Linked DNA regions of Mus musculus: regions 1, 2, 3 and 4 are each linked to region 5. The links are chromatin contacts, called in public ChIA-PET, Hi-C and HiChIP or PLAC-seq maps. All regions are on one chromosome and are shown on one strand. Each heading gives the region's core, a stretch centred on a gene start, on an enhancer-like site or on the middle of the called end of the contact. The rest is flanking DNA. Distances are from core to core; before and after follow the strand shown. Region 1 overlaps Tnks (tankyrase, TRF1-interacting ankyrin-related ADP-ribose polymerase). Region 2 overlaps B930018H19Rik (RIKEN cDNA B930018H19 gene). Region 3 has its middle 4.1 kb from the start of Gm35520. Region 4 overlaps Tnks (tankyrase, TRF1-interacting ankyrin-related ADP-ribose polymerase). Region 5 has its middle 6.1 kb from the start of Gm34853.

Region 1 (6,001 bases), core at 447-2,946, 570 kb before region 5:
ATTTACTCATTCCTTTAAGTTGTCTTTCTGTATCTTAAGAATGTTCATATCTGTAAAGTATAAGTGTAAGTGTATTACTAATGTAATACAAAATCATTTCATTTAACAGATATATATTTTTAAATTATGAATGGAGATTATAATCCTTCCCTCAAAGTCTAAGTAACATCTACTAAAGATTATGGAGTACTTTATCAAGCAACCAGGTTGAAGTAAATAAAGTTACTGATGAGAAAAGCACTCACTCAGTGGAGATAAATAGAAGAGCTTATAAGTGTTTGTTGGTAGTCTGTCTATAGAGCTCACTTAGAGCACTAAATGTGTAACAGACAGGAATAGTAAACAGGCTTGCTACAGGGACCGGTGAGGAAGGACCTGTTCTTTACTAGAAAGCACTGTCACAAACCTCTCAGGGAAGTCTGAGCTCTGCCTTGTTTGCACGGCAGTTTCTAAGCTTGCTAGGACTACATAGGAGACTCTACCCCACAAAGAAATGAACAACAAAACTCCCACCAGACAAAGCGAGCAGTCCTGCCACTGCCTTCCTTCTTCCCCTGAAGCCCCAGAGCCCCCCTAAAATGCTTTGAGACCAAGTCGTAAGTCTTAACCCCCTGGTCCACTACAAATACTTAACATTCAATGCTAAACAGATTATTTTTATTAAAATGTGAAACTGCCACTAAAAAAAGAAAAAGCTTGATTTTATGTTACATACTCAACATGCTAACCATAGTTAAGACACTCTTAAGCTATACATTTAGAGGTCATGATGGACAACTGTGATTATGAACTTGATTGGACTAAGTAATTAATAATTAGAAAAGCAAACTTGTGGGTATGTCTGAGGGCTTTTCTAGAGATGACCAGACTCTAAGGGTTCAGTTTAAATGAATGTGCTAATCCACTGACAGAGTCAGAATGTGCAGGCTACTAGGAGACAGAACTGCGGATGGCCATAGTTCCATCCAGAGTATCCATCGTAGTATCTGGAGAAGCGGGTCACTAGGGGTATGTCCTCTGTCTGTGTCTTTCTGTTAGTGCTCCTCTCTGCTGCCTATTTGGCTCGGTGTGGTTACTTCAGCATACTCTCCTTCCACTATAGACTCAACCTCTGAACCATGAGCAAATTACACTTTTCCTCCCTTTTGTGGCTTGTTAGGGATTTGATCATGTGAACATGTTCAGAAAGTGCTGTTAGACTCAAATGTTAACTATGGGCCACTTAAAAGTCCAATAGAATCACAGAAAGAAAATACTAAGCAAGGAAAACATGACCCATTAGGAGTCAAGAAAAGTTTTTACTAATGTATGAAGAATGGAGGCAGCAACCCTGTGGGACTGGCACACTGCCTTGGGATCCAGGAATGAGTGATAGGGAGTTGATATAGCAGCCGCTGCTGCCACTGCCCACGATCCTTTCCTCCCTCCCTTCCAGTTCCTTCCTTTTTTCCTTCTTCCTCTCCTTATTTGGCTTTAGCTTGCCTATAGATTATTATGTAGACTAGGTTGGACTCAGCAGAGATCTACCTACCTCTGCCTCTTGAGTGCTAGGATTGAAGGCATTTGAGATCTACTGATGACAACTTATATATTGTCTTTGTATTTAAAGGAATCAGTAACTTGTGTGCTGTAGTGGAAGACCAGGAAGGACATGCTACACTAGAAGTCATTCGCGTCACTAGCAGACTGTTTTCAGTTGCAGAAGTCCACTGCTGACCTAAGATGCTAATAATAACACATCACGCACGTGGAGCACCAGGAAGGACTGAGAGCCTCGCATCTACGCAATGCCACTGAGAGAGGCTATAACAAAAAGCTTATTTTTCAATTAACTTTTCTGAAAAAATGCCTTGTAGGTAATAATACACATTTTTAAGAATTAAGAACATTATGGTTTGTATGAGTATTATAATGTAATTGTCAAAAGTGACTTGCAAAGTCAAGCCTAGGGCAACAATAATTCACACAAGTGTAGCAGAAAGCCCCCTTAGCTTACTATTTCTGATACAACATGTTGCTTATAACAATGCTATAGTTGTAGCTACAAAGTAGGTGATAAACCTGTACGACTGCTCTCTTTATTTTAACTTACTTGATTTCGATTAAGAATGCCAAATGTCCTTCTAAAGCATTTAATATACATAATCTTGTTTACCTGTAAAGTATAATCAAGTAGTGCAAACACCACTAAAACACCACACAGCAATCTGATGCTCATGTAAGGGGAATGCAAGGGTCAGGAAGGAAAGGCATGCTGGAAGATACCATTCAGCTCTATTAGAGAACAGTCTCATTGTTTTAAAGATTTTATTCCTAACTAAGTGTATGTTCCGAGTTTCTTTCTGTGTGGGAATGTGTGGTGTGCAAAGGTGCAAGCTCCCCTGGAGGCCAGCTCCCTCTCGGAGCTGGAGTTTCAGACAGCTGGGAGCTGCTCAACACAGGTGCTAACCATGGACTCGGATGCACTGCAGAAGAGAAACCATCCCTCCAGCCTCCAATCTCCAGTCTTACAAGAGTTATTTGAGGTCACTGCTTGGTTGTAACACCTGGTTCAACAGCTATTATCAGTTAAGGAGATTCATGTGGAGCCTATCAAAGAAACATATTATTAACTAACTATGTTTAACAAACAGTAGTAGTTTTACTTTTTTTTTTTTTTTCCTTTTTTCCGAGTCAGGGTTTCTCTCTATAGCCCTGTCTGTCCTGGAACTCACTCTGTAGACCAGGCTGGCCTCGAACTCAGAAATCCGCCTGCCTCTGCCTCCCGCGTGCTGGGAATAATGGCATGCGCCACCACTGCCTGGCTGTATTTTTACTTTTAATGTGGTTTACTGAAAATCTGATACTCAAATTTCATCTTTACTATGTTCCTGCAAACACTACCTAAACACAAAGCAGGAGTTTTCTATAAGCAGGTTAGTGGATTGTGTTTTAGTGTTTATAAATTATGAAGCTGGTTAGTCTTTTTTTGTTTGTTTGTTAACCTAAAAACTACTGTTATCTAAGATAAAGGAACCTCTGTTAAAAAGAAAGGACAAAGAGACAATTTTACTAGGGGAAAAAAAAGTTAAATGAACTTCGAAGGACAACCTATGACTTTAAACACAAAACCACACAGTAACTGCCCTTTCTGACCAAGATGAGTTCTTGGGGACCCAGTACTGAGGGCAGCTGGTTGCCCTGTGCTGAGTGACGGCTTACCTTTGCTCCGTGCTTATGCAGAACTTCCATGACATCATTATGAGCTCTTTCAGCTGCAACATGCAGAGGGGTCATGAAACTATGGAAGGAAAAAAGGGAGAGAGAATGTTGTGACTTTTACTGCAACAACTCTCGGTGGCTGCTGGCTGCTGACAGGAGGAAGGCTCCTTTTCTTTAGTGGGGTGGTGTGGGGCGGTCATGTACTGTACACGTTCATCCAGGCCACTTAACCACAAGGCACGGACCACCAAGACGAAGCAAACATGGCAACAAGAAGACAGGAAACCAGGATGGGGCTTGTTGGAGTAAGGGGTTCACGGTGTGGGCGTGGGTCGGCAATGCTGGGTTGTGTGACTTACATGTAAGGGACAGAGGCAAGAGGAGGAAGGGCCAGCTTTCGCAGCTGTACTTACTCCTTGTTCTTTTCGTTGACGTTGGCTCCCTTCCTCAGTAACAGCTCTGCCACCTGCTTTCGTTTGGGATGCAAGGAGGCCACAGCACAGTGCTGTAAATCAAACACAATCCCGTTTAAGACAAACTTCTACCTAAACATGAACTCCCAAATGAAACGGCCCCTGTAGCTATTAGCTACTGTCATCTCAAAGTGCATCAGGACATGATGAAGCATTGTACTCTGGAGTCAATACTCTTCTTACACACACTGGAAGTGCAAGGCAAGTGAAATTATATTCTCAATTAGGCATGCAGAGACTTCATTACTCAAACCTTCACTGGTCTATCTGCCAGTGTTTTTCCGTTACTTCACTGACAGAGGCACCAAACTCACAAGGATAAGCAGGCTTGCTAGGCAGTGGTGAAAACACGCAACCCTGAAGTGATGTAAAGGAACCGATATGCTTAGAAACCTTACATTTTGTCCTCCTGTTTATGTAACTTTTGTGTTTTGCTCCATTTTATATCAATGGCTGCATTAACAGTTGAAAAATAAAATTACTCACAACTAAATAAAGGAAATACCCCAAAGCAGAGGGTCAAGTTTCTTACAGTGCTGGGGATTACACTCTGTGACGGGGGACTCCTGGATTACACTCTGTGACGGGGGACTCCTGGATTACACTCTGTGACGGGGGACTCCTGGATTACACTCTGTGACGGGGGACTCCTGGATTACACTCTGTGACGGGGGACTCCTGGATTACACTCTGTGACGGGGGACTCCTGGATTACACTCTGTGACGGGGGACTCCTGGCCTAGCTCTGTGGAGACTGAAGTTATTTGAACTGGGCTTGGTGGTTTGAAATTTCACTTGGGGGCTGGTGAGATGGCTCAGTGGGTAAGAGCACCCGACTTCTCTTCCGAAGGTCCAGAGTTCAAATCCCAGCAACCACATGGTGGCTCACAACCATCCACATCAAGATCCTCTTCTGGAGTGTCTGAAGACAGCTACAGTGTACTTACATATATTAATAAATAAATCTTAAAAAAAAAAAAAAAGAAAGAAAGAAATTTCACTTGGCCCGTTTCAGTTTGGTTTTATCTTTTAATAGTGTTTTCAGCAGAATGGGCTAAGTGACCTTTCTGAGGCACGCAGGCTTACGAGAGTTAGGGAAGCATACAGTCTGTAACATAAGGCGCACATAGCTTAAGTTCTAGCGTTAGGGGCAGGCACTAACCAGCTCATGTTTGTGCCTTAATGTGCTTAATGACCAAAGTCAGTGATCTTCCTGAGAGGAGGAGGAGGGAAGGACAGCTGTAAAGGTCATTTATACAGTCGGGGACAGAAAGTTCAGTTTCAACATTTCCTCACATGAGCATAATCTGTTATCTGAATACAATTACTCCAAAGAATAACGCAAATATCTATGAAATCATACTTTCTACAGAAAACAGATGCAATATTTATCTAGTAAGCACAGCTCAAAGATAAGATTCTATCAGATCACACTTTGCATTATAATAAAAGCACTGAGCACAAAAATAATTTGTCACAATAAGCTTGGGTGAACACAAAGACAAAACAAGTCTAACTCACGGCTGAGCAAATATCTAGTCCCTCACCCACAGAGAACCATGACTGAATGCAAGTTAAAGCCCAGTGCAACCAGTATTAAAATGCAAATTGCTGGCATTTCAGAGAGCAGCGCTGCTCCAAGGCTTTGGAAATGAAAAGAATTATTTAATCTTGCTCCACTATTATGGGCCAAAGGGACGTATGGATAATCATCTTACCAATGCAGTTTCATGAGACTGTGGCTGCTTGAAGTTAATGATTTCCAAAGCAAGCGTTTTTTTAACTTTGGCCAGGTCTGCTTCTCTGGCGGCTTGGAGTAAAGAATGGCCTTTAAATTCATCTGCCGAAGAAACAATGGTTGACATGTAGTTTTGAAAGTTATAACCAACTCTGAAGGTGTGCTGTACACTCTTGAAGCCCCAGTGCCTGGAAGGCTGAGGCAGGGTGCTAACAGAGTAGAGGCTAGACTGACCTACAAAGAGAGCCTGAGACTGGCTTGTATAAGACTGTTCAAAAAAAAAAAAAAAAAAAAACCAATACGTACACAAATACAGAAAAAAAACTTAAGTGGAAATTATAATTTTGCGTACATATTTATTTGAGTTAAAATAGTAATATAAAATAGTGATAACAAAGAATCCATGTATAGGTTATGAGAAAGTTTTAAAATATAAGTACTCTGAAATAAGATGTCCATACTCTCACAGTTGATAGCAAGTCACATATAAAACAGTTTTTGAAACAGCTTATCAAAAGCAAAGCAGCTAATCACACACACTGGAGCACTCTGCACTCTCACACCACACAGATCTCTATACACATACACG
Region 2 (5,966 bases), core at 20-2,519, 820 kb before region 5:
GTTGGAGAATAAGCAAATGTCTTAGGTGGGTTTGCGTTGCTGTAAAGAGACACCATGACCAAGGAAACTCTTATAAAGGAGAACACTTAATTGGGGCTGGCTTAGAGTTTCAGAGGTTCAGTCCATTATCATCATGGCAGGAAGCACAGTAGTGTGCAGACAGATATGGTACTGGAGGAGGCAAGAGTTCTACATCTTGATCTGAACAAGAGGAGACTGTCTTCTGCAGGCAGCCAGGAGGAGGGTCTCTTCCATTCTGGGTAAAGCTTTAGCATAGGATCTCAAAGCCCACACCCACAGTGATGCACTTCCTCTAACAAGGCCACACCTCCTAAGAGGGCCAAGCATATTCAAACCACCACAGCAACCTTCTGGTCAATTCAGCAGTTTCACAGAGTGAACTTCTTCATGCATACCCTGGGCAACTGAAGGAGAATCCAGGCACAGGAGGAAAAGACTAGATTCTTTTACATTAGCTGCTGATGGCATAAACTACCTGCTGTGTAATTTGCTCAAAACCGCCTGCCATATCAGCAGTCTGCCTGAGATTGTCTTTGACAAAGAGGCTCCTACCTCAGAAGCATTTCAAACGATTCTAATTCTTAACAGCTACACAATAGGAAGTGGGAGGAAGAGGGGAGAAGGAGGAGGAAGATGAGCCATTAAGAATCACTCTGAAGAGCCAGAGGGAAGGCAAAGAGTTGAGTGGGTGGGGAGGTGGGGAGGATCTGGGAGGAATAAGGGGGAGAGGAAGCCACGATCAGAATATATTGTATAAAAAATATGTTATTTTCAATTTAAAAAGAAAAAAAAAAGACTCTGAAGCCAGGACAGTGGGGCTCATTGATTCATAGATAAATTACAAATACCAACATACCTTGGTCCAAAGCTATGGATTATCTCTGCAACAAGACCCTTGCTGTTCTGTATACTGGACACACAAATGTAAATCAGTCATATAACATTGTTAACTCGGGAGCTTCCAGCAAGTATTCTGCACAATGCTTAATGACAATGCTATTTTCTCTGATAAACAGATGAGAGGTGCAGATCAGCAATCAGATGCCCTGGGTTCTAGACTAATCTTCGTCTCCTCAGAGAGATGCTTCTCGTTAGAGACAGGCTGAGAATCACTGGGCGAGTTTGAGTCAGAGACAAATGAAAGAGGGGGTGGAAAGTTATTCTGCAAATGTTTGATGGTTCCCAAAGGTAAGGAAGGCATCCTGTGATCCTCATGACTCAGATCATTCCCCCAAAGACTTCACAGTCAGGAGTCCCAGAGGGCCTGACTCATCCTGATCTCTTCCTGAGCCCAAGTGGCTGGCCCGCATTGGATGACGGGAACTGTGGGGACTTTATGTAACTTCTAACTTTGGCTCTACCATCTGCTAGCTATACAACCACAAGCAGGTGTCCTCAACATCCTCACCATTGAGGTAAAGCAACGTTTCTGCCTTCTGTGCCTGTCATGCAGATGGAGTGAAAGAGTCTGTCTAAAGTGTCATAGTCGCGTAAGGTTCAATACCTGCATGCAGCAGCCACTCTAAAGAGCTGACAGCTTAACAGTGCCTCCAAATTTTTCCCCACCACCAGTGCTCTGCCCCATGGTTCTGTTCCATCCAACCTTCAAACAATCATCTCTAGGATGGACCAGCAAAAAAGGTCTCTAGTCTGTGACTTACAGTTTCAATGCAACTTCTATGTAATAAGATTTAGCGACACGGACTGCTTATTGTTTATTTAGGGAAGCGTTGGGGGTTGAATACAGGGCCTCACACACACTAGAAAGTTCACCATTGAGCCTCACCAGAGGCCCACTGGATCTTTAAAATGGCCCAGAGAATTGCTGTACTTGTCCATCCACTGAAGCTGTTTGTTGATGGTGCCCCCCACCCCACCCTGTGAGCCCCATACAGGCACTACTAGAAAGGACAGCTTCAGGCAAGGGAGATCGCCATGACTTCTCAGGTTATAGAGAGATGAGAACACATTGTACATGATAAGCCGTTGAAAACACAACTGTTTTTCCGGGCCAAGTACCTAGGAACAAAAGGGTATCTCAAGCCACAGCCAGGGGCATTGGCAGCCTTTGTAGTAGCCGGAAGGATCCTGCCAACCACATAAGAGCCACTTCAGCCCAGCAGATCACACTAAAGTCCTCAGTGTGCCAGGAGCATGGGGCATGGAGTGAAATGGAGCTGGCAGTGCTCATGTACGTGATAATAGCATTAAAGGCAAAGGACATGGTCTCAGGGCCGTAGCTTTCTCCCTGCCAATCGCATTTAAAGGGTCTGCAGAAAAGGGAACTCAGCTGGGATTACTTTGTGGGGCAAGAGGAAACGCTTTGTACTAAGGACAGTGTCGGGCATTTGCTTTACGGCTGGATGGACATGTCAAGCAGCTGGCAGTCCTTGGAGCACATCCTTGCCACCGCCAAGTAGGAACTGCCATTCTCCATGGCTCAACCATGAGTCCTCTCTAAGCCAGGAGCCAAGACTGTGTGCTGACAGACACTAGCTAGAGGGCTCGGGCACGTGTCATAGCAAGCTCCATGGCTAGCAAGGGAGCAAGGCAGCATCAAAGCCCTGTGACTTTTCTGGAAGTGTGGCTATAGCACCTATATGCAGTTAACATTCAGAAAGGAAAAGGAAAAAAAAAAGTCAGGAAAGGAGTAAGGAGAAAAGACGAAATCAAACAACATTCTTGGCATTTTTCAAACATCTGTGAAATCCTCATCATTATTTCTGATGTCAGTGTGACTGGGTTTAATAACTCAAAGAGGTGTGGATTCCTTTTAGAAGCCACATGCAAATGTGGCCGAGCTGACTAATCGACACACATAGCTATCTCCTTAGCTTTAGCGTTTAGCATTTTGACTGAAAACTCTCTTTACACACTTGCAGGCCATGTGTTATTGCTATTAGTGTTTCTCAAAACAAGCTGGAGTCAACCTCTTACTGCAATTCCCATTTGTAGCAAACCATCCCAATCCTAAATAGAGCAAGCCGGGGGGTGAGGGCACAGCCTTGACCAGGAGGAGCAGAGTATGACAGTATCGAAAGCTTTAATAAATATTAAATCCTCTTTTCCCCTTTTTTTTCAATATCCCAGCAACTGCAGCCCAAGATGCAGCAGGTAACAGAGCTGCAGCTCCCCAGTGCTGCTCTCACCTGGCCCTCTGCACTGAACAGGAAGCCACAGACTCCACAGGGCCTCCCCAGCCTGTGGATATGCTGTTGCTCACAGGGCAATCAGCTGCCGAACATGAGGAACTTGGGGACTCTGCTGTCTGGTCATCTCCTCACCTGTGAATGCCTTTCACCCCTGGGAGTGATCCTTGGCTTGCTGTTCTCCCAAAGAGCTCTAAACACCCCCCCCCCCGTCTCACTGGCCAGCGGTAGGTCTCTCCAGAACCCATCTTACTGTAGGTCCAAATATACCATCCTAGTACTGCTTGTAAGATCTGTATCCCTCCAGCTCGAATTGCTATAACTAGGCTGGTTCCCAGCAGACATACAATCGTGCCTTGGTATTGGTATAGAGGGTGGAAGTGGGGGAGGGAGATTGATTCCAGGACATCCCACAGATACCCAAATCCCAGATGTTTTAGTCCTTTGTATATAATGGCATGCATTTTCACAGAGCCTACACACTTCCTCCATATACTTTAAATCATCTCTAGATTACTCACAATACCTAATACAAAATAATCCTTTGTAAATAGTTATTATACTGGGGAGACAGAACCTGTAGAGACCATCTCCAGTAGATAGGTATGCCCCCCCCCCAGTTAAAGAATAGGTCCACCCACCCATGTCAAGAAGTTTAACCCAGAATTGTTCCTATCTAAAGGAAATGCAGAGACAAAAAAAAAGAATAGAGCAGAGACTGAAGGAAAGGCCATTCTGAGACTGCCCCACCTAGGGATCCATCCCACCTGCAGACACCAAACCCCAGTAGTATTGCTGATGCCAAGAAGTGCTTGCTGACTGGAGCCTCATACAGCTGTCCCCTGAGAGGCTCTGCCAGCATCTGACAAAAACAGATGCAGATACTCACAGCCAACCATCGAACTGAGCCCAGGGAACCCAATGGAGGAGTTAGGGTAAGGACTGAAGAAGCTGAAGGGGATGTGCAACCTCACAGGAAGAATAACAATATCAACCAACCAGACACCTCAAAGCTCCCAGGAACTAAACCACCAACCAAAGAGAGCACACGGAGGGACCCATGGCTCCAGCTACATATGTAGCAGAGGATGGTCTTATCTGGCATCAGTGGGAGGGGAGGCGTTTGCTCCTATGGAGGCTCGATGCCCCAGCATAGGGGGATGCTAGAATGGTGAGGCAGAAAATGGGGGAAGAGCATCTTCATAGAGAGGGGAGGAGGGATGGGATAGGGGGGTTGCTGAGGGGAAATGGAGAAGGAGGGCAACATTTGAAATGTAAATAAATAAAATAACCAATAAAAAATAGTTATTTTACTGTATTACGTAGGGGATGATGACAAAAAATAAAGGTGTGTACCTGTCTGCACAGATCCTACCATTGTATGAACTCTATAGTGCCTGACCCAGAGTTGGTAGAATCTATAGGAGCTGGATCTACAGATACCAAAAGCCAGTTCCAGCCCTACTGACACAGTTAAGCTAGACACTCCTTTCTGACCTCCATCACTTATTTCTGCGTGCACACACACAACCCTAAGTATCTTAGCTCTTCTAATGTGTACTCAAAGATCCTCTACTGAGTCTTTCTTCGATGTAAAGTAACTTGCCCAGAGTCCCCAGTGGACAGAGGCGTGTTCATTCTCGGGTCAGGGACCACCAGGACTATGTTACTGAGATGCTAAGATAACCCAAAAGTGCATGTGGGCTCTTAAGGCAGACATCTAGAGAAGACTCCAGGAGGAGGTAGGACTCAAGCGAGAAGCTGAAACTCAAGTCAAATGGGTCACAGAGGATGGAAATAGAAGACAGGAACTCCAAGTTTGTCTGACTCTAAATGCAGGGCCAAGGGATGACAGATCCCAGAGCCTGGCTCTGACCAGGTTCTTCGCCATGTGTTATTTCATGTAATACTAAAACCGGCCTTATGGTTGGTTTCCAGTGATGGTCTGTCACGGGATGAGAAAACCAGAGTGTTGGCAAACAAGGCCACAGTCTTTATTGACATGGTAAGTTGAGGTGCTTTCTCAGCTGATGAGTCACGGTGGGGGGTTAGGCAAATGTGAATGGAAGAAATGAAGGCATATAGATTTCTGGAATCTTGCATCTCAGCGCCCTGGATTCCACACTCCAAAGCCCCCTTTGGGCACTGCCATATCTACAAGATGGCAGAAGAAGGTACCACATGCCCAAATCCTAAAGAGTAGGCACTGGATTTAAAACAATTGAAAGCCTCTTTAAAGTGTGTGTGTGTGTGTGTGTGTGTGTGTGTGTGTGTGTGTGTGTGTGTGTGTGTGTGTGTGTAGGTCACAGAACCATATTGCTGTGTCAGCTCTCTGCTTCTATTTTTACATGTTTTCTGGAGCTGAACTCTTGAACAGACAAGCACCTTTACCTTCTGAGCTATCTTGCAGGATTGACAGCCTCTTGGTTTTGTTTTGTTTTGTTTGTTTTGTTTTGTTTTGTTTTGTTTATGAGCAAAAAATCCTGATGTGAAAATAAACCTGTTACTAATTCTGTTTCTAGATAGAATAACTTTTATCCTTCCCCTGGGGTGGGCTCAGAGCAGTAGAGATCCCAGCCCTTGGCTGTCTTTGGAATGACTGGTATGTCTAAACAAACTAAGACTTGTTTTGTTTTTTGAAACCTCTAAACCACTAATAGGAATGGAAGTTAGCAGAAGCCAAGCAGTCAAGTTTGTAGGTTTCTTGGTCTTTGATGCAGACAACAACGTCTTTACTGAGTCTTCTATGAATCGGTTTCATTTGAACTGCTGGACTTGGGGGCAGGGAGGGGAGCG
Region 3 (5,518 bases), core at 1,377-3,876, 750 kb after region 5:
TTGGGGGCTCTGGGATGGTTTGTATATGCTTGACCTGGGGAGAGGCACTTAGAGGGTGTGGCCCTGTTGAAGTAGGTATGGCCTTGTTGGAGTAGGTATGCCACTGTGGGTGTGGGCTTTAACACCCTCATCCTAGCTGCCTGGAAGTCAGTATTCTGCTAGTAGCCTTCAGATGAAGATCTCCTCCACCATGCCTGACTGGATGCTGCCATGTTCCTGCCTCGATGATGATGGACTGAACCTCTGAACCTGTAAGCCAGCCCCAGTTGAATGTTGTTCTGTATAAGAGTTGCCTTGGTCATGCTGTCTGTTCACAGCAGTAAAACCCTAACTAAGACACTGGGTCTGACTTGAGCAAATGAAACCTCAAAGCCCATCCGAAGTGATACACTTCCTCCCATAAGGCCAGACTTCCTAACAGTGGTGCTTCCTGTGAGCCTCGGGGTGCCATTTTCATTCAAAACACCCCAGAGGTGTATAAAGACTTTCTTGGGCAGACCAACATGTTCTCTGTGCATACAGATAGCCAACCAGATCTAACATAGGCGAGACCCAAACTTTTTCATATGCCTAGAACCTGAGCATGGTGAGAATCCCACCTGAGAACCTGTCACAGCGCTGTTCCTCCTCGGTGACAAGCTTAGTTTGAACGAAGAAAGATCTTGCCTGGAAGAAAAGGCAAGGCGTGGCTCTCTCTGTGCTACTCATGGTTGTGGTGGGACTAGGGGAAAGTAGAAGAGATTCTGCGAAATGTTCTAACCACAAGGGTATCAAAAATAGAATGTTTGCTGTATGTGTGACTTGAAAACCACAGGTTGAAATTTGACGCTCTTAGCTGATAGGTTCCTTTGGGTGGTCTCGTTCCCAGGTTACTTGGAGATTGATCAGCCTCTAAATCCAACTTCCCTCCCAGGTAAGAAGGAAGACATAGGCCACTGAGCGGAAGATCCAGCAGAACCATGGCGGTAGCGTGTTGTACAGAGAGGTGGTAGATATTGGAGTTATGCCTAATCCATTTAAAGGGAAAGTACAGTGGTTTGGGAGGATGGCAGCGAAGGGGAGGCTATGAGTGCTGGCTGGATTGATTTAAGGAAGAGCCAAGTGAGAGCCCAGTGTGGTGTTGCATGCCTTTACAGTGAAAGGCAGGCTGACCTCTGTGGGCTTGATCTACACCGGGAGTTCGAGGTCAGCCAGGTCTACAGAGAAAGACAGAGAGAGGGAGAGAGAGAGAGAGAGGGGGAGAGAGAGAGAGAGAGAGGGAGAGAGAGAGAGAGAGACACAGACTCAGTGACTGGATATGTATTCTGTGAAGACAGAGTTGTTGGGAGTATACTGATGGTAACACAGAGAACCATGGAGACATCCCTGTCCCTGAGAAATATGGGGAACAGAGAAAAATCAGTCTAACAGTCTCGATATACTTGAAGGAATCCTGGCACATTGGAGTAGGAGAGGAACCTCTGAGTCCAGGGCTCTGCACATCTTGATTGATGGACAAAGCCTGCCCTTCCCATGATGCTTCCCTAGCTTAGCCCCACCTCCATACAAGAGTGAGGTCCTGCAGCCTCAGGGACACCTCTGGAGAACTTGGTTCTAGTTAAAGACAGCTAACTATCTTATATTGAGCGTGGAATGCCACTTCAGTCCTGGTCAGATAATTTCTTCTGTTAAACGAGAACATTTAGACCTGTACATGTTAGGTGATATTTAGAGCTTCTTCATCTTCAAATATCTGGAAGCTAAATTGCAAATTAAAAATACAGCCTTGGTCACTTAAATGATTTTGTACCAGAGTTTGAAGCTAGGGCATTACACATGCCAAGTAAATATTCTACCACCGATCTATACCTCCAAACCCATGTTAATCTTTTATTTTGAGGCAGTCTTGTTTGATATGAGTTCACTCTGTAGCCCAGGCAGGCCTTGACCTTGTGATCCTTCCTGCCTCTTGATCTCAAGATGTGTGATGACAGTTCTGTGGCACCAGGTCCAGGTAGAACGTTTTGAAAAGAAAATAGCTTTTGAGTTGTAACATTGTTAGGAAAAATGTTTAAAGTGGGGGGGGGGAGAGGAGGAAAGGGGAAGAGGGAGGGGGAAATGAGGAAGAGGGGGAGAGGGAGGGAGGGAGGGAGAGAGAGAGAAATATGGGGAGGAGGGAGGAAAGGGGAAGAGGGGGAGAGGGAGGGGGAAATGGGGAAGAAGGGGAGAGGGAGGGAGAGAAGAGAGAAGGGAGGGAGGGAGAAAGAGAGAGAGGGGGAGGGAGGAGAGAGGGGGGAGGGAGGGAGAGGGGGAGAGGGAGGGGGAGAGAGAGAGAGAGAGAGAGAGAGAGGCGCGGGTGGTGAGGTGTGTTCACTGTTTAGCCTTGACTGTCCTGTAACTCACTAGTAGACCAGACTGGCTTTGAACTAGGAGATCCACCTGCCTCTGCCTCCTGCCCACATGCTGGAATTAAATATGGGTGCCTCCATGCCCTGCCTTTGCCTGGACTTTTAAATATCTTAATCTCCATCACACACGGGATACACCACATTTCCTTTTCAACCCTGGCAGCAGTCTTTCTCACACTCCCTCGCATACTTGAGTCACCTGTGGGGGTTACAGAGCAGCTCTGACTCAGCAGACCAGGGCAGGGCTGGAGAGTCTCTGGCCCCACCAGGCAGAGTACGCATGCACCAGTCTGCGCCCACGCTCCTGCAGCCTGCTCGCTCTGCAGTGTCAGTAGACCTCTGGTGGCCACATTCGAAATGTGCATTGTTACACTCGATTTTTTTTTCTTTTTTCTTCTGAAAATATTAAATGCTATGTCTCCCCAAAGCCAGCAACTCTACCAGTCTTGTTATTGGCAAAGCAAACAGGGTTTGTTGATTTGAACTCTAACTACCACAGTATTGAAACAGCCAATGTAACATTAGTTTGGACTCTTGATTTAGGTTTTGGTGTCACTCCAGAGAGGCCACATAGCCAGTTAGTGATCATCAAAGAAGGGGCACGCTTAGTCTACATAAATATTAAAGTGAATGTACTTTCTATAAAAGAATACAGGAAAGCAGTCCAGTAGAAGGCTTTATGTGGAGTAATGAATGACTTAAAAGGGCCTTCTTTATTAGTATTGAAAAAGAAAACCTCAGTCTTTTAATTTGACTCACCTTCTCCTGCCAGGGGTTGCCTTAAGTTGTATTTCTTATTAGGTGTTCTCTAATTTAGCCCTTCTATGAAGCAGACTAACCTGCTCTTTAATTAGAAAAATCGAGAGCAGTTTTATAGTAATTTTAAATTTCTGGGTTTTTTTTTTTTTTGGCTAATTTCCATCTATGCTACTGAAACAGAAAACAGAAACGCTGTCCACAGTTCAGATGAGATGTGTCTATCAGCATCCGAGAGACTCCGTTTTAAGAAACACTGCATTTTTTTCCTGTTTTTCTTCTAGCTGCAAACATTTTTTTTTTAATTTCGAATGTCAATAGACATATTTCCTGGTCCTGCCATGTACTTAGATAAATGTTCCAGAAGCCAACTCAGTTTTTTTTTTCCCAAATAACCAGAAAATGACTATCACTCTAGAGTGGGAACATCTGGCCCAAGAATGTTCACGATCTCTTAGCCCCAGGGCAATCCAACTGAAAACTTGTAAATTAACATCAATCTTAACTTGACTTTGATGGAAACTTCTCGTTTTATGCTTGAGCCGACTCAGCAGAACACAGTCCCCTGCAGATGCCGGGCATCAGTGCATTTGCTCATAGAAACTTCCTTGAGTGGAGAAATGTCCAGTGCTCTTGCGTAGGGCACATCAAGTGAGATCCCAGGGTGCTTTGCGATTTTTGCTGACTTTTCATAATCTTAGTAAAGTGTGTTGCTAAGGTTTCAAAGACGGGTGCTAAAATGAGTTTTCTTTTTTAAATTAATTTATTGATTTGTTTATTTACATTCCACACACTGCCCTTCTCCCAGCCCCCCAGAGTCCCTCCCTCTATCCCACCTCCCCTTTGCCTCTGAGATGGTGCCCCCCCCCATATCTCCCTACTCTGATGCATCAAATCCCTGCAGGATTAGGCACATCCTCTCCCATGAGGCCAGACAAGGCAGCCCTCTGCTACGTATGTGCCTGGGGCTTTGGTCCAGCCAGCCCTTGTATGCTCTTTGGTGGATGGCTCAGTTAGAAGTTTTATATGCTTATTTAAAACTCCTTTTCAGCCTTATAAAATAACCTGGCACTTATGAGAACTGTCTGTACAGTCCAATTCAAATGTTTCTGGTTGGAATTACAGTAGGAAAGGTTTTTCTTAGCACAGGTTTAATGAGATACATAATAAATGGTTAGGTATAGCTATTTCTACATCCATAGAGTCTATAAAGTCACACATGCCTTTATATGAATCTGTGAATCAGGGATCTGCCTGTGGTCGGTGGATTTAACCAGACTTTACCTGGGAAGAAACCCTGAAGCCACTAGTTTATCCACACTAAGCCTTTCATTGTATAGCAAAATGTCTGCAGGACGGGCTACTGTGCCTACAGGCAGGGTTTGCTTAATGTTTGACTTTTTCATTACAATGTGATATAAGGAAGAACGGAGCCTCAATAGACGCCTTTCCAAATAAAGAGCTCTTTATAGTTAGTTAGACTGCACTTTAAATTTCAACTTAAGGCTGAAGATAAAAGTTGGATCTAGAATGTTTGTCCCGTGGTCGCTAAAGCCCTCTGCTTGACACCCTCCATTGGAAACAAAAGAGTTCTCTCTCTGATAATTCTAATCCCCCCTCCATTCATGTCTTTCATCTTGGGGAGTTCCATTGCGTGAAGGAGCCAACATAAAGGTAATTATCCAAGTGAATGTTCAAGACAGAGTTGAAAGTCGAAGCGCCCCTTGCCACGTCTTAGCCACGTCTTAGCGACACAGCAGAGATTCAGTATTAAAATAAAGACGTAGCTCACTACCAAAAGCATGCACTTCAGACAGAAATCTGAATACTCAGGCTTTCTCATATGTGTGATAGCACCCTAACAACACACATACACACACACACACACACACACAGTATGACAAGACACAGAAAACATTTGACATTTCTAAACATTTTGGAATCCATGAATTCAGACATTAATAAGGCCAGAGACATAAACCAGGCCCCTCTGAGACTGGGGTGGGGGAGATCTCTTCTTTCAGAAAGGAGTGGCTCACACCAGTCTGGGATTCTTACACCCCAAATATTAAACCTTGCACTTTGGTTTGTTATAGTTACTGATGTCTTTAAAAAAAATCAGAAATATATTTAATATACACCTTGCACCTAATGTGGGTTCTAGTAAATTCTCCCATGGCCTGGAATCACTTTCATCAGATTGCGGGTCCTCCTACTTGGAGCTCAGCAGTTTTCCCACGGTAGAGGGATGGGAGATGTGACTGTGGATTCTAGAATCGTCTCTGGGACGTAGCCCAGGTGCATACTCAGCCTGTGGTTTGGGTGGGGCAGAGAAATGAGGCATCAATTGCCGCGAGTTGGGCAATGTACAGACA
Region 4 (5,465 bases), core at 1,720-4,219, 540 kb before region 5:
AAATCCTATGAAATACTATTATGTGCTTATTGGCTAGTCTAAATGGGATTACTAACAGGCTAACTGGGGCTAAGGAAGCCTTTCTGGGAGAGAGAGACTAAAGCAGTTTTTAAAGACGTTTTAAAGAAGAAAGAAGCTTTCAGGTAAGGACTGAGAGAGAGAAGGAAAGGCCTGAGGGAAGACAAGAAGTGCTGGCTCTTTCTGGACAGCCCAGTGACACCTGCAGGACAATGAGACAGACTGCATGAAAGGACTAAGTTTGAACGTGCTGAGAAAACATTGGATGTTTTTTAAAGGAGGGTTGCAAAATCACTGTATTTAAGCATCTTCCAGCTTACTGACTACATAACTATTCCCACTTATGCTTCACTGCAGCACCCAGGGCATGGGGATGAGATAGCAGGCTCTGACAGCTGACATCCTGTACTATGTATACATACACTTGAACTCCAAGTGCCTACTCCTGATGTCCAAGTCATGGTGAAATAGAATTCCAATAAGCTAAGTTACAAAACAGCAAAGGACTCAGGCGCCTCAAAGTCCCAATCAGCCTATGGACAAAGGTCCTAATCATGCGCAGCATGCAATTTTGCCAAATGCACATTTTTGCAAAAATATTATTTCTGCATAGGCTGATAATAAGGCAAGAAACTTGTAAGTGTGCATTACAGATGACGTTACTCTTCCTGTTAGAGATCCAGGGCTTTAATCAGCTTTTCTGCAATACATTCCAGCATCCACTATCTGGTGCCCAAGGACCACAATCAGTCAACAGCCGAAGCCATTTCTCACACTCTGCCTCCCAGGAACTGGTACATAATGAATTTAGAGTCCTTTGTACACTGACAGCAAAGCCGAGCTGCTTACAGCAGCCACACCACCAGGTCTGTTTCACTTTGGCAGGGAGAGCATGGTGCTCTATGGACACTGGCCTTTTCTAACACACACACACACACACTCTCTCTCTCTCTCTCTCTCTCTCTCTCTCTCTCTCTCTCTCTCTCTCTCTCTCTCTCTCTGTCTCTCTCTCTCTCACTGAGGGGTGATAAGAGGTGTGCCGAAGCAGACAAAGAGCAGGCTGGAGTGAGAAGAGCTGGCTTCACATCCCAGTGTCATTATATAACACAGGGGAGTGAAAACAGGTAGGGACAATGTTTGGGTTTTTTTGAATAGTCATTAATACCAAATATTGATACATGCAAAAGGATGGGTGCCCACAAAGATACACAAATTAATGTTTTTAAAATGTTGTCAGGTCAAAAATCAACCTCCCCTTCCTATTTCTCTGATGCAGTCAGAAATAGCCTCTCTTTCTCTTAGGCTGCAGGGAAACTTTTCTCTTGGAAACCTACATATAGAAGCCATGCTTACTGATTTACCCCAGTGTTGACACTGTGAGGGTCTTTACATCCAACAACTCGCAGGATCAAAGCAGACCATTTTGTAAAACTGAGCCATTTTGTTTTTCAGAGATGGAATAACGTGAGAAGTTTATGAACATGGAAGTCACAGGTGTTAAAAGTAGTGAGAGACTGAAAAGAAACTCTGACCTCTGTTTTTACAGCACACTGTGTGTGCCCAGCAGTGACAGCTCACATTCTACATGAACTGAAAGAAATGTCACTGAAAAGTCACCTGTCTCCACTTCACCCGTCTCTCTGGCCTGCCTAGCCTGCTCCTTGCTACGCAGCTTAGGCTGGCCTGGACCTCAGTCTCCCAAGTCCTGGAATTACAGACATATACCACCATGCCCAGTGGCTGTCATATTCATTAGTTAATAAACTGATCCTGAAGCAGTCACATGAGTGTCTAGTTTCATACTCATCTATCAGGCTCCATAACTAAGCTAATGCCTAGACTAAGAATCACTAAATTTGAGCCTAGGAAGACAAGATATATGTACGCTAGAAGAAAGAAACTAAATTGTGAAGTATAAGAACATTTTATAAAGCAAAGAATTAGTAGCTTTAAATGATATAATGAACCAAAATTTTCCTATCAGAACTACTCTGAAGCACCGAGCATATAAACATGGACACCTGGGCACGGGAAGAGGAATAAAGGAAGTTCTGGGTCTATTCAAGTGACCGATGTGTTTCACACCTCCATAGCTTGCTTTAGTTCCTGGACTTATAAGGTGTCTCAAGGAAGAGCTTTGTACAGACCTCAGTCAAGAACCTCCACTACCAAGTTAATGCGGGGACTTCCCATTGCTAAGCGTACAGCAGTACCACGAACTGACTAGAACTGACTATTGATATTCCTGGAGAGTGCTGAAGAGTGCCCTGAACTTATGATAAGACAATACAGAAAGCTTTGCATTGAGGTACCATCATACACAAGAAATCGATTCTCTCAGCCAAACCCACAGCCTATTTGGGGGAAGAAGATATTAGTTTAGGTGATGTATTTCATTGTGTTTTGGTTTGAAGTCTCTGAACTAGTTACCTGGTTGTAGAAAGAACTTAGCCACATGACCAGGAAACAATCTACTCTCAAACCACTAAAGCTAGATCCTCCTGCACACCAATCTTCCAAAGCTACTCTATTACATAGAAACAAGGGTCTGGGGGGGGGGGCAATTAGCCTACTGTTTTCATTCTAAAATCTTCTATGACTATTTCCAAAACAAGGAAAAACCTACAAAGGTCTGTGACCTTAGAGCTCAGAATGGCCACTATTTACAAGTCATCCAATACTGATCCAATGGCAAGTGAAGCACTCTGCAATTAAATAAAAAAATCCAAGTATCATGTTTGCTCTGAAAAAAAGGAAGTAGTTTAGAAAAGTGAACTGCATAGTTGATCCTCTTGGCAATAGTTTACGCTATTCTGATGATGGTCTTTTGTTCTTTCTTTCCATTCTCCTTTCGTTCTTCCCTTTGCCTCCCTGGAGCTCAGTATGTTGACACAGGCTGGACTTGAATTTGTGCTGATGATCCCCAGCCTGACTCCCAACAATGGATTTACAGGTGCACCCCAGCAGGTGGGGACACAGTGCCTTTTTGGTGGGGGTGTTTTTGTTTCTTGGGAACAGAGTCTCACTGCAAAGCCCTGGCTGACCTGGAACTCCCTTAATAGAGCAGGTAGTCTACAGTAACAAGATCCACTTGCCTCTTGCTTCCCGGATGCTGGGATTAAAGGCCTGTGCCATCATGCTGTATATGTAGATATTTTTTCTAAGACCTACCTACCAATGAACTCCCTTAACTCCAAGACTGAAATGGGTACACATAACTGCCAAGTTTCACTAAGAACAATAACTGCTATAGGGGATATGTTTACACTACCAGGGATGTTCTGTAATATGACACAAGAGTCTTTCCATACTATGTACTCATGTATATTTTACAGTTACATTCGTATTTTTTTCCCAGAGGGAGGACACCTCACTATGTAGGCCACAGTGATCCAACTTGTTTCTGTCTCCTGAATGCTGAGATTTAAAAGTGTATACTATCATGACTAGTATATTTGCATTTGCAAAATATTAAAAATTTTTACTGTGTGTGTTTTTGTGTATGTGTGTACACACACGAGTGCTCACACATGTGTAAGAATGTGCTGGTGGAAGCCAGGAAGGGGGGTTGAGATGTTTCTGGTGCTAGAGTTACAGGCAGCTATCAGTCTCCAGCACGGGTGCTGGGAATCTAACTGCGGTCCTTTGCAAGAGCAGCGAATGTCCTTAAGCACGTGAATCATCGTTAGACACTACTAACACACAATATTTTTAGTGCACCCTAATATTTTCCAGGCCTTTGTAAAGCCTCATTTCATGCCAATACTGTTTAATTTCTGTCCCTAAGTTTCTGTTTACTTGACATGTCTTCTTTTTATTCCCCCATTGCTGGGGATTGAACCCAATGACTTGCACACGTGTCTGAGGACTGACTCCGACCCAGATGTCACAATGTCCTTACACTTCTAAGTCACACAATGTCATCTAAATGGAATTACTGAACACATAAACTTTTGAGTCTAGGTTTTTTCTTTACCTTGTGTAAATGCTTTTGAAATCTGTCCTTGTCACTAAACAGAGTAGGTTTTTTAATTGTTAAGCATTACCCCATAACATAAGACATATTTAATTTGATTATCCTTTCCCAAGTTCTAGTCTTTGGCAGTTATAAATGAAGCTACTATAAACATCTATAGAAACCATTTCAAATGGACATACGATTTCATTTCTCTTGGGCAAACATCTAGTAATGCTGATTGCCATGTCGCATTTTAAATATGTATTTAACTTTGTAAGAAGTGGTCATCCCACATCTTTTAAAACCTAAGAAATTAAACCAACACATCAAATTACAAGTTCTGCCAGCACATTATACATTTATCATTTCCTCTCTGCTTGAATTTTTTTCCATTCTCACTGTTATTACTAACTTTTTACAATAGTTCTATAACTAATCCTTAATGTGTTTAATTTCTAAATCACACCCACCACATTCATTTTTAATTTAGTCTACCCCATTGCTCAATGATGTCAAAGACAGTTCTTAGAAAACTAGTCCCATGGACTTCCACATTAGTTTGTAATTCTTTAGGGTTAAACTTGTCACAAGAAGCAAGGGTCTGACAGTTCCCAAATAGGCGCGTCAGAAAATGCTAGAGCTACTGCAGGCTGGTGCGTTCAAAGGGCAAAGCATCCCGATAAAAGGCAGGACTGCAGGGAAGCAATCTTCCTTTCAAAGATAACAATATGGTTCCTATAAATCACAATGTGTGTGTTCCGTACAGTCTCACAGCTCTGAGACAGCAGGTTCTGCACATCAAACAGCTTCTTATAGAAAGAGATCAATTTTGCCTACAGGTTGACTCAAAAAAACACTTTTTTGAAATAAGCATTGTAAAATACCTCACATAAAATAATGCAAACATTACGAGACAGTGTTGAGTATCTTGATATGTCTAATTCTTTGATGGATGTACTTTTCTCTCATGAGTGCATTCACCGTGTTTATGTAATACTACCCACCGGCCTTGCTAAAAGGCTAGTACCATAAATACTAACTCTTGGAACATTCAAGGACTACAGCAGCTGGATGGTGGAATTTTTAGTGAACTGTTACGTTAGCATTCCAAGTCGCCTGTCCTTGACAGAATCCGTTTTTGAACTGTATCATATACATCTATGCATCAATAGGGATTATCTGAAAAAATGATGCTATATTTTCCACGATAGTCCAAGGCCACATACTAGGAACTTCCACTACAGTATCATGGTAAGGTAAGCTGTGGGTTCATGAAACGAGTGGCCAAGCACTTCTAGAAGGCTATATATATTGTTATTTCAAAATATTTACTCTTCTCTTGGTGTTATCAAATGCATTTAATTTTGAATATATAAAAATGCAAATCTTTTCTAGTGGTTCAGCTCTGGAGAAGTAACTGATAGGTTCTTCAGTTTCTTTTCCTTTTTTTGGTTTTTTGAGACAGGGTTTCTCTGTGTAGCCCTGGCTG
Region 5 (5,940 bases), core at 2,105-4,604:
CGTTGTTTGAAACGTACAGAGGAAGAGAATGGGAGGATATATGCATACAGATATAAAATCCTTGACTTAGACAACTTCAGCATGTGTGTTCTTTGCTGAGTTCTGAACTGGATGCAATCCTTAGCTAAAACGGAGTCTTAGAAGATGATATTTACATGGTAAGGAATGTAAGCCAGGCACAGATGGTTTCCCCACACCTCTACGTCCAGTACTTAGAATGCTGAGGCAGGAGGCTCGGAAGTTTGAGCCTAGCCTGAGCTATATAGTAAGAGCATTTGCAGGAAAGTAACAAAGCAACAAATAGAGAGGGAGAAAAAAAAACAGAATATCCCAAATCTCATACCAGAACAGTTTGGAATTTTTCTTCCTCTGTTGTTCGTTCTCAAGGGCAGGTGAGGTGGGTCCAGGGTTGACCACATGTGCCGCCGAAGCCTGTGGACCTGAACCAATGGTGGAAGGAGTCCCAGGGTTGACCTCTGACCTCCACCCACGTACCATGGCATATGTGTGTGTGTATACATATATATGCACACACATACACAATATGCTCAGACACACAAATAGAAAATAAATAATAATAAAATAAAAATTGTTCAAAGCAGTTCTCAGTTGTAGTTACACTGAAAAGCTATTGGTTGAAATCTTTCACCTCTCTTCCGCCAGCTGTAGTAGCAACTTCTTACTTCCCTGATTTCTTCCCTAACGTGTTGCCTATGAGGCTAGGGGAGAGTTCCTTCTCATTTCTCCCTATTGGACTACTTTCACAATGCGAATGCGTTACTGTTCCCTTTCAGAACCAGAGCGTCATCTTCCGAGACTGCTTGGGTCCACCCTGTGGTTGCATGTGTGTTTATCAGCATTAGCCATGTAGCCATCATAAAAATACATATTTATTTTTTATAGTCTCGGGGCTGGCAAGCCCAAGATCAGGGGCCTCATATCTCATGAGTATCCTCGTGGATTACTGACTCTAATGGAGGGCAGAAAGCAATACAGCAATACAGAACAAGAGAAGGAAGTGGAACTTTTCCATTTCCCGGGCCCCCACTCCATGAAAACCAACCCACTACTCTGTTAATGAAGGCACAGTTCTTGCAGGGTCCTTCTTCTCACCGTGGTTGCTCTGGGATTGTTTCTTACTCATGGGTGGTGGTGAACACATTCAAACCTTAGCAAATTCTAAGAACTGGACCACTGAAGGGTTTTTGCATATTTGGGCTACCTGCTTCCTGTCAGTTGACACCACTATGCGCTCTCTCTCTCTAGCAAAGCCTGCCTGAACGCATCACATCCCCCACTGATCCACTGCCCTCCTGTCTCCTCTCCGTAGATGAAGGAGAGTGAAGCGCTTGCTTTTCTGGATAGTTGGGTTGGTGCTGGGTCCTTGGATGAGGTTTGCTCACGGAGGTGGGTGGGGTTTTCATGGGACTCGGGGTGTCTGCCTGTGTCAGTTTGGTTACACGCCCACGCTCCTTCAGAGAAGAGGTGTGATGCATACTGAGGTGGATGCCAGCTCAGCAGAATGTAGAGCCACGTTCATTCTGCTCCCAGCTACTTGTTCCTAGAAAGTTGCATCAAAGTGATTCTGCCACTGCTCTCCCTGTAATTTCAGAAATCTGTCTCATATTCAAGTTAACATCCTCTTCCTCCCCCTCCCCGACTCTCCCTCCTCCTCCTCCTTCTCCTCTCTATTCACATTCTTCCAAAATGGGGAAGTGGAGGGGTGTGAGTACTGCACTTGAACCCATCTCTTCCCAACTCTATATCGCCACCAACAATCCAAGTGGACTCTCTCTCCTGATGTCACTGTTTTCCCCAAGGATAGAGAGCAGGGAATGCCTAGGAATGGTTTTGTCTCCCCAAACCTTGACAGATCCTGTTGCTGGTGAGGACAAGGTAGGAAGGGCATTGAAGAAATCTGTGGCCCGGGGATCTTTGATAGCACAGAGACTGATTTCATTTGCTCTGAAGCTGGAACTGGGAGTCCTCGTGTGCCCAGGGCTCCTCTGTCCTCTCTCCTCACACAAACCAGTTTCCCAGCATTCTGCAAAAGCAGCTCATGAGCCACAAGAAATCCTACATAGGAGACTGTCTTGGAAAACAAAGATAAATCTAAAGTTCTGGTGTGGAGAGAAGTAGAAGAAGGCTAGCAGGGGAAGGTGGGTGGGGTTAAGGGAGGGTAATGGCAGTGGGGGGCCAAAGTACATCATCTGTTGGTAGGAAAATGTCTTCATGAAACTCCATATTTTGTACAATAACTACAAGCTAACAAAGGGGTAGTAGTGGTGCTAGTGGTGTCACATGCCTTTAATCCCAGCACTTAGGAAGCATAGACAGGTGGACCTCTGAGTTTGAAGCCAGCCTGCTCTGCAGAATGAGTTCCAGGACAGCCAGGCCAACATAAAGAAGCCCTGTCCCAAAAAAATAAAGAAAGAGGGAAGGGGAGGGAGATGGGAGAAAGAGGAAGGAGAGGGGAGGAGAGGGAAGAGAAGGAAGAGAAGAGAAGAGAAAAGAAGAGAAGAGAGAAAAGAAGAGAAAAGAAAGGAGAAGAGAAAGGGAAGGGAAGGGAAGAGAAGGGAAGGGGAGGGGAGGGGAGGGGAGGGGAGAGGAGAGAAGAGAAGAGAAGAGAAGAGAAGGAGAAGAGAAAGAGAAGAGAAAGAGACGAGAAAGAGACGAGGAAGAGACAGGAAGAGACGAGGAAGAGACGAGGAAGAGAAAGAGAAGAGAAGAGAAGAGAAGAGAAGAGAAGAGAAGAGAAGAAAAGAAAAGAAAAGAAAAGAAAAGAAAAGAAAAGAAAAGAAAAGAAAAGAAAAGAAAAGAAAAGAAAAGAAAAGAAAAGAAAAGAAAAGGTTTCCCATTGGAGAAGTCCTGGATTCCAAGCTCAGAGGACACTGTGCACACAGAGCTGCGAATGCTGTTCTGTACTCCTTGGATCAGCTTCTTTCTTGTCTTGAAAGGACCGCAGGTCTCATCGTGCCCAGGTGTCTGGCGAGGAGAAAGATCAATGTGGAGTAAGAAGAGTATCATTCACATTACTCATTTCATAGTGAGGTCAAATAACTTCTCAAACAGCACACCGGAAGTGGATGAACTACAGGTCACGTCTAACTTTTGCCAGCGCTCTCCTACTCTGCACTCTTGACCTCCAAGGTCAAGACAGAGAAATGCGGAGAGGTCCATCGGCTACCCACATGACCTACCCGAGTGAGCCAGGCCAGCTCTGGGCAGACACTCCCTGTCACGTCCCACAGCTAGATCAGTGTGGCCAAAGGGTGACACACGTCACAGCGTCTGACACCCTCATCCCTTTGCCTCGGTTTACAAACCTGAGCTCTGGGGCGCACAGGCAAACCTCATTGAAGCTCCGTGCAGTTAACACAGACTTCCGCTTGCGACAGGTTTCCTTCCCACACTGGCTGTGGTTTTTCTCTTCCGGTCCCTGACCCCTTTCTTCTTTTGTTTTACGCTAAAAGCTTTAGCCGGAAAACGTAGAGCCAAAGGAATGGAATAAACGTTAGCTTCAGCCTACAAAAAAGGAGTCCTTAATAGTGGATGTGAGAAAGTACTTCACTGAATAACCAGTTCGTCCTGAATTATTTAGATAATCTTTTATTTCATTTTATTTCTGGAAGCTCAGACACAGAACAAAAGCATGCCCTGGGCTAAATGCAGAGACAAAAGTGCAGAGTGTTTTGTTTTGTTTTGTTTTGTTTTGTTTTGTTTTGTTTTGTTTTGTTTTGTTTTGTTTTGTTTCTGAGTCCTGCTCCACCTGCTGAACTTCATGCCCTCCTAGCTTTGAGACCAGAAGAATTCAGACCTGTGGGAGAATGCATTCTACGAAGGGAATCAGAGTCAACCTCTATGCCTGGGAAGTACTGACCAATTGGTCCCAAAATTGGCCTAGGCTTTCTCAGTGAACGCAGGAAATCTTGTAGCCTAGGATAGCCCTCAGTCCAGGCAAACTGAGTTGTTGACCATCCTGGGACACACAGGGGTTCTGTGGGAAATGCAGGGGTTCTGGGGGATGGGCATACCAGCCTTTGGGTTCTTTTCCTTCAGCTGGTTTTTGTTTGTTTGTTTGTTTTTTGTTTTTGTTTTGTTTTGAGACTGTTTTGTTTTATAGCCCAAGCTAGCCTCAAACTCACCAACCTCCTGCCTCAGCTACCTGAGTGCTAGGTATCTACCACTGTCTCATCCTACCTTAGCAGAAGTAGAGTAATCCAGAACCCTGGTGGGCCTGATGCCCCATGCGGATACAAGGGGAAGATGCTGTGTGCAGAAGGTAGGGTGTCTAAATGTACCCATTAAAATGTTCTCCTACTGCTCTGATGTATATATGTGCATTAGCGTATATATAATCACACAAGTCCAACCTGACAACTGCAGAATTTTTTTAAAAATAAAAACGACAAGAAGGAAGTCCTTAGTACGCATAATCGTTTTGAGACTTCAAGGTTTTAATATAACCTTATGCCTAAGAGCTAACCATGCTAGTCTTTTCCAGGATAAAGATCGATAAAATGAGGCTGTGAAGCTATCTTTCACTTAACAATATAGGATCAAAGCTGTGTCAACAAGGATGCTTTTATGACGTCATTTCAATGAGCACCACAGAATATTCCACATCGCACCAATAGCACAGTTTACACAACTTTGATTTAGTAGCATGTTTCTGCTGCTTTTAATAATCCTTCCAGTGTTATCACTGTCTAAGTGCTGAAGACCCGGTGATATATTTAGCACGAGGGTAGAGCTTTGTGCCTCGCTTGGCGCTTGGATCCAAGCTCAGTGAAGAGACAGGGAAAGCTTCAAGGATGTGTGGCTAAGTCAGCTCCCAGAAGGATCTCACAGAGCTGTGAGCAAAGCCACGTCTTACTCCTTCCACTGTCACCAGGCCCCAGACCTAGCCAAAGTCTTATGACTGGGGTGTGGCTTCCAACACTAAAGTCCCAAGTGCAAACTGTGGGCGTGAAGGAAGCCGGGCAAGGAGGACCCAGGGCTTCTTGTTTTGGCAAGGCAGATAACTAGTGAACTGTACAAATGGGAACACTGTTCAAAGACATTTCTAGCCTTGTCACCTTAGAACTCTGCTGTGGGGAGTTGGAAGGTATGATGAGGAAGAGAAAGACACGAAGCCGTAAAGCTCCTGCTTTCTGGGCTCCATTCCAGAATCATTATTGGGGTTGGGGTGGGTGGATGGGGTGATGTAGACAGGGCGGTGTTGACTGGGAGCTTTTAACTGTTGAGGCTGATGGTGCACAGACACACGATGGACTAATGACCCTTTCTCTAGTAAACACTGAAAGCTTTTTTTAACAAAAGCAGTACATGTTTAGAAGGCAGTAAAAGTGTGGGTGGGGATGTAGGCTAGAACATCATTTCTGGACCCTAAGCAGTAAGCTTTCTCTGTGGGTCACAACCCAGACAACAAAAGACCTTTGGCTAGCAATTGTTTTTCATTTGCAACTATTATTTTTTCCAACAGTCCCCAAGGAATAAAAGAAGTTTTTTGTTTGGTTGGTTGTTTGGTTGTTTTTTTTTGCACTTAAACTGGGTCAGAATAAGATCCTACTGCTGCACTCATAACGTTCACTCTACCTAGAAACTGTTCCGTTGCCACTTGCCACATTTAGTGGCTCAGCAGATAGGCCACTAGACTATTTATCTGGAGTTGCATGGCTTCTCAGGGTTACCAGCAAATAAAACCCATGCAATTCCAGATAAATAGCATATATTTATTTTAATACATGTGTCTATGCAACATGCAGGGCTTACTCATGTTAAAACATATCACTGATCTGAAATTCCAATGTAAGTGGGCATCCACATTTCATCTGGCTCCTCTACTCCAGTGGCTTATAAAATGTAGGTGATTCCACCTGCCCCACCCTACTTTACCTCATGCCATGCCTCAGCCTACCCAAAGTGACCAGACTAAAG

The links. Hi-C and Micro-C count contacts between places; a contact is called where the count stands out from the background. ChIA-PET counts read pairs in DNA pulled down with a chosen protein or histone mark. HiChIP or PLAC-seq counts read pairs in DNA pulled down with a chosen protein or histone mark.
Region 1: a contact with region 5 is called in an H3K27ac HiChIP or PLAC-seq map of microglia, with 7 times the contacts expected there. The contact joins two enhancer-like sites. A contact is called at or near these places in 1 of 15 datasets of contacts at CTCF or cohesin (large pre-B cells), 1 of 484 Hi-C or Micro-C datasets (bone marrow-derived macrophages), 4 of 115 datasets of contacts at active chromatin or transcription factors (T-cell acute lymphoblastic leukemia, large pre-B cells, microglia and 1 more) and 1 of 9 other capture datasets (embryonic stem cells).
Region 2: a contact with region 5 is called in an H3K27ac HiChIP or PLAC-seq map of double positive thymocytes, with 5 times the contacts expected there. The contact joins two enhancer-like sites. A contact is called at or near these places in 3 of 115 datasets of contacts at active chromatin or transcription factors (bone marrow-derived macrophages, double positive thymocytes and regulatory T cell precursor).
Region 3: an RNA polymerase II ChIA-PET map of effector CD8 T cells shows a contact between it and region 5, with 15 read pairs. The contact joins two enhancer-like sites. A contact is called at or near these places in 4 of 484 Hi-C or Micro-C datasets (CD8 T cells, memory CD8 T cells and natural killer cells) and 3 of 115 datasets of contacts at active chromatin or transcription factors (the 230-238 cell line, effector CD8 T cells and memory CD8 T cells).
Region 4: a Hi-C map of bone marrow-derived macrophages shows a contact between it and region 5, with 12 read pairs. The contact joins two enhancer-like sites. A contact is called at or near these places in 3 of 484 Hi-C or Micro-C datasets (bone marrow-derived macrophages, macrophages and nephron progenitors) and 5 of 115 datasets of contacts at active chromatin or transcription factors (the 230-238 cell line, DN3 thymocytes, acute myeloid leukemia and 2 more).

What each region holds. Positions count from the first base shown.
Region 1 is chr8:34,864,080-34,870,080 of GRCm38.p6, forward strand. Tnks (tankyrase, TRF1-interacting ankyrin-related ADP-ribose polymerase) reads right to left here. Exons shown (of 27, transcript NM_175091.3): 9 at 5,393-5,514; 10 at 3,615-3,706; 11 at 3,202-3,280. Among named protein-coding and RNA genes, the nearest start is that of Dusp4, 59 kb to the left of the region's middle. Within about 2 kb of position 1,697, at least 7 of the 459 cell types and tissues checked have an H3K27ac peak or open chromatin away from gene starts, as enhancers often do. A contact at or near this core is called in bone marrow-derived macrophages and microglia, where this site is marked.
Region 2 is chr8:34,611,977-34,617,942 of GRCm38.p6, forward strand. All of the region lies in intron 2 of B930018H19Rik (RIKEN cDNA B930018H19 gene), which reads right to left. All of the region lies in intron 2 of Gm34096 (a long non-coding RNA gene), which reads left to right. Among named protein-coding and RNA genes, the nearest start is that of Gm34096, 8.3 kb to the left of the region's middle. Within about 2 kb of position 1,270, at least 44 of the 459 cell types and tissues checked have an H3K27ac peak or open chromatin away from gene starts, as enhancers often do. A contact at or near this core is called in double positive thymocytes, where this site is marked.
Region 3 is chr8:36,181,650-36,187,167 of GRCm38.p6, forward strand. No RefSeq gene overlaps it. Among named protein-coding and RNA genes, the nearest start is that of Gm35520, 4.1 kb to the right of the region's middle. Within about 2 kb of position 2,627, at least 188 of the 459 cell types and tissues checked have an H3K27ac peak or open chromatin away from gene starts, as enhancers often do. A contact at or near this core is called in the 230-238 cell line, CD8 T cells, effector CD8 T cells and 2 more, where this site is marked.
Region 4 is chr8:34,892,407-34,897,871 of GRCm38.p6, forward strand. The region is part of intron 3 of Tnks (tankyrase, TRF1-interacting ankyrin-related ADP-ribose polymerase); the gene reads right to left. Among named protein-coding and RNA genes, the nearest start is that of Tnks, 71 kb to the right of the region's middle. Within about 2 kb of position 2,970, at least 2 of the 459 cell types and tissues checked have an H3K27ac peak or open chromatin away from gene starts, as enhancers often do. A contact at or near this core is called in bone marrow-derived macrophages, where this site is marked.
Region 5 is chr8:35,427,542-35,433,481 of GRCm38.p6, forward strand. No RefSeq gene overlaps it. Among named protein-coding and RNA genes, the nearest start is that of Gm34853, 6.1 kb to the right of the region's middle. Within about 2 kb of position 3,355, at least 92 of the 459 cell types and tissues checked have an H3K27ac peak or open chromatin away from gene starts, as enhancers often do. A contact at or near this core is called in the 230-238 cell line, CD8 T cells, bone marrow-derived macrophages and 5 more, where this site is marked.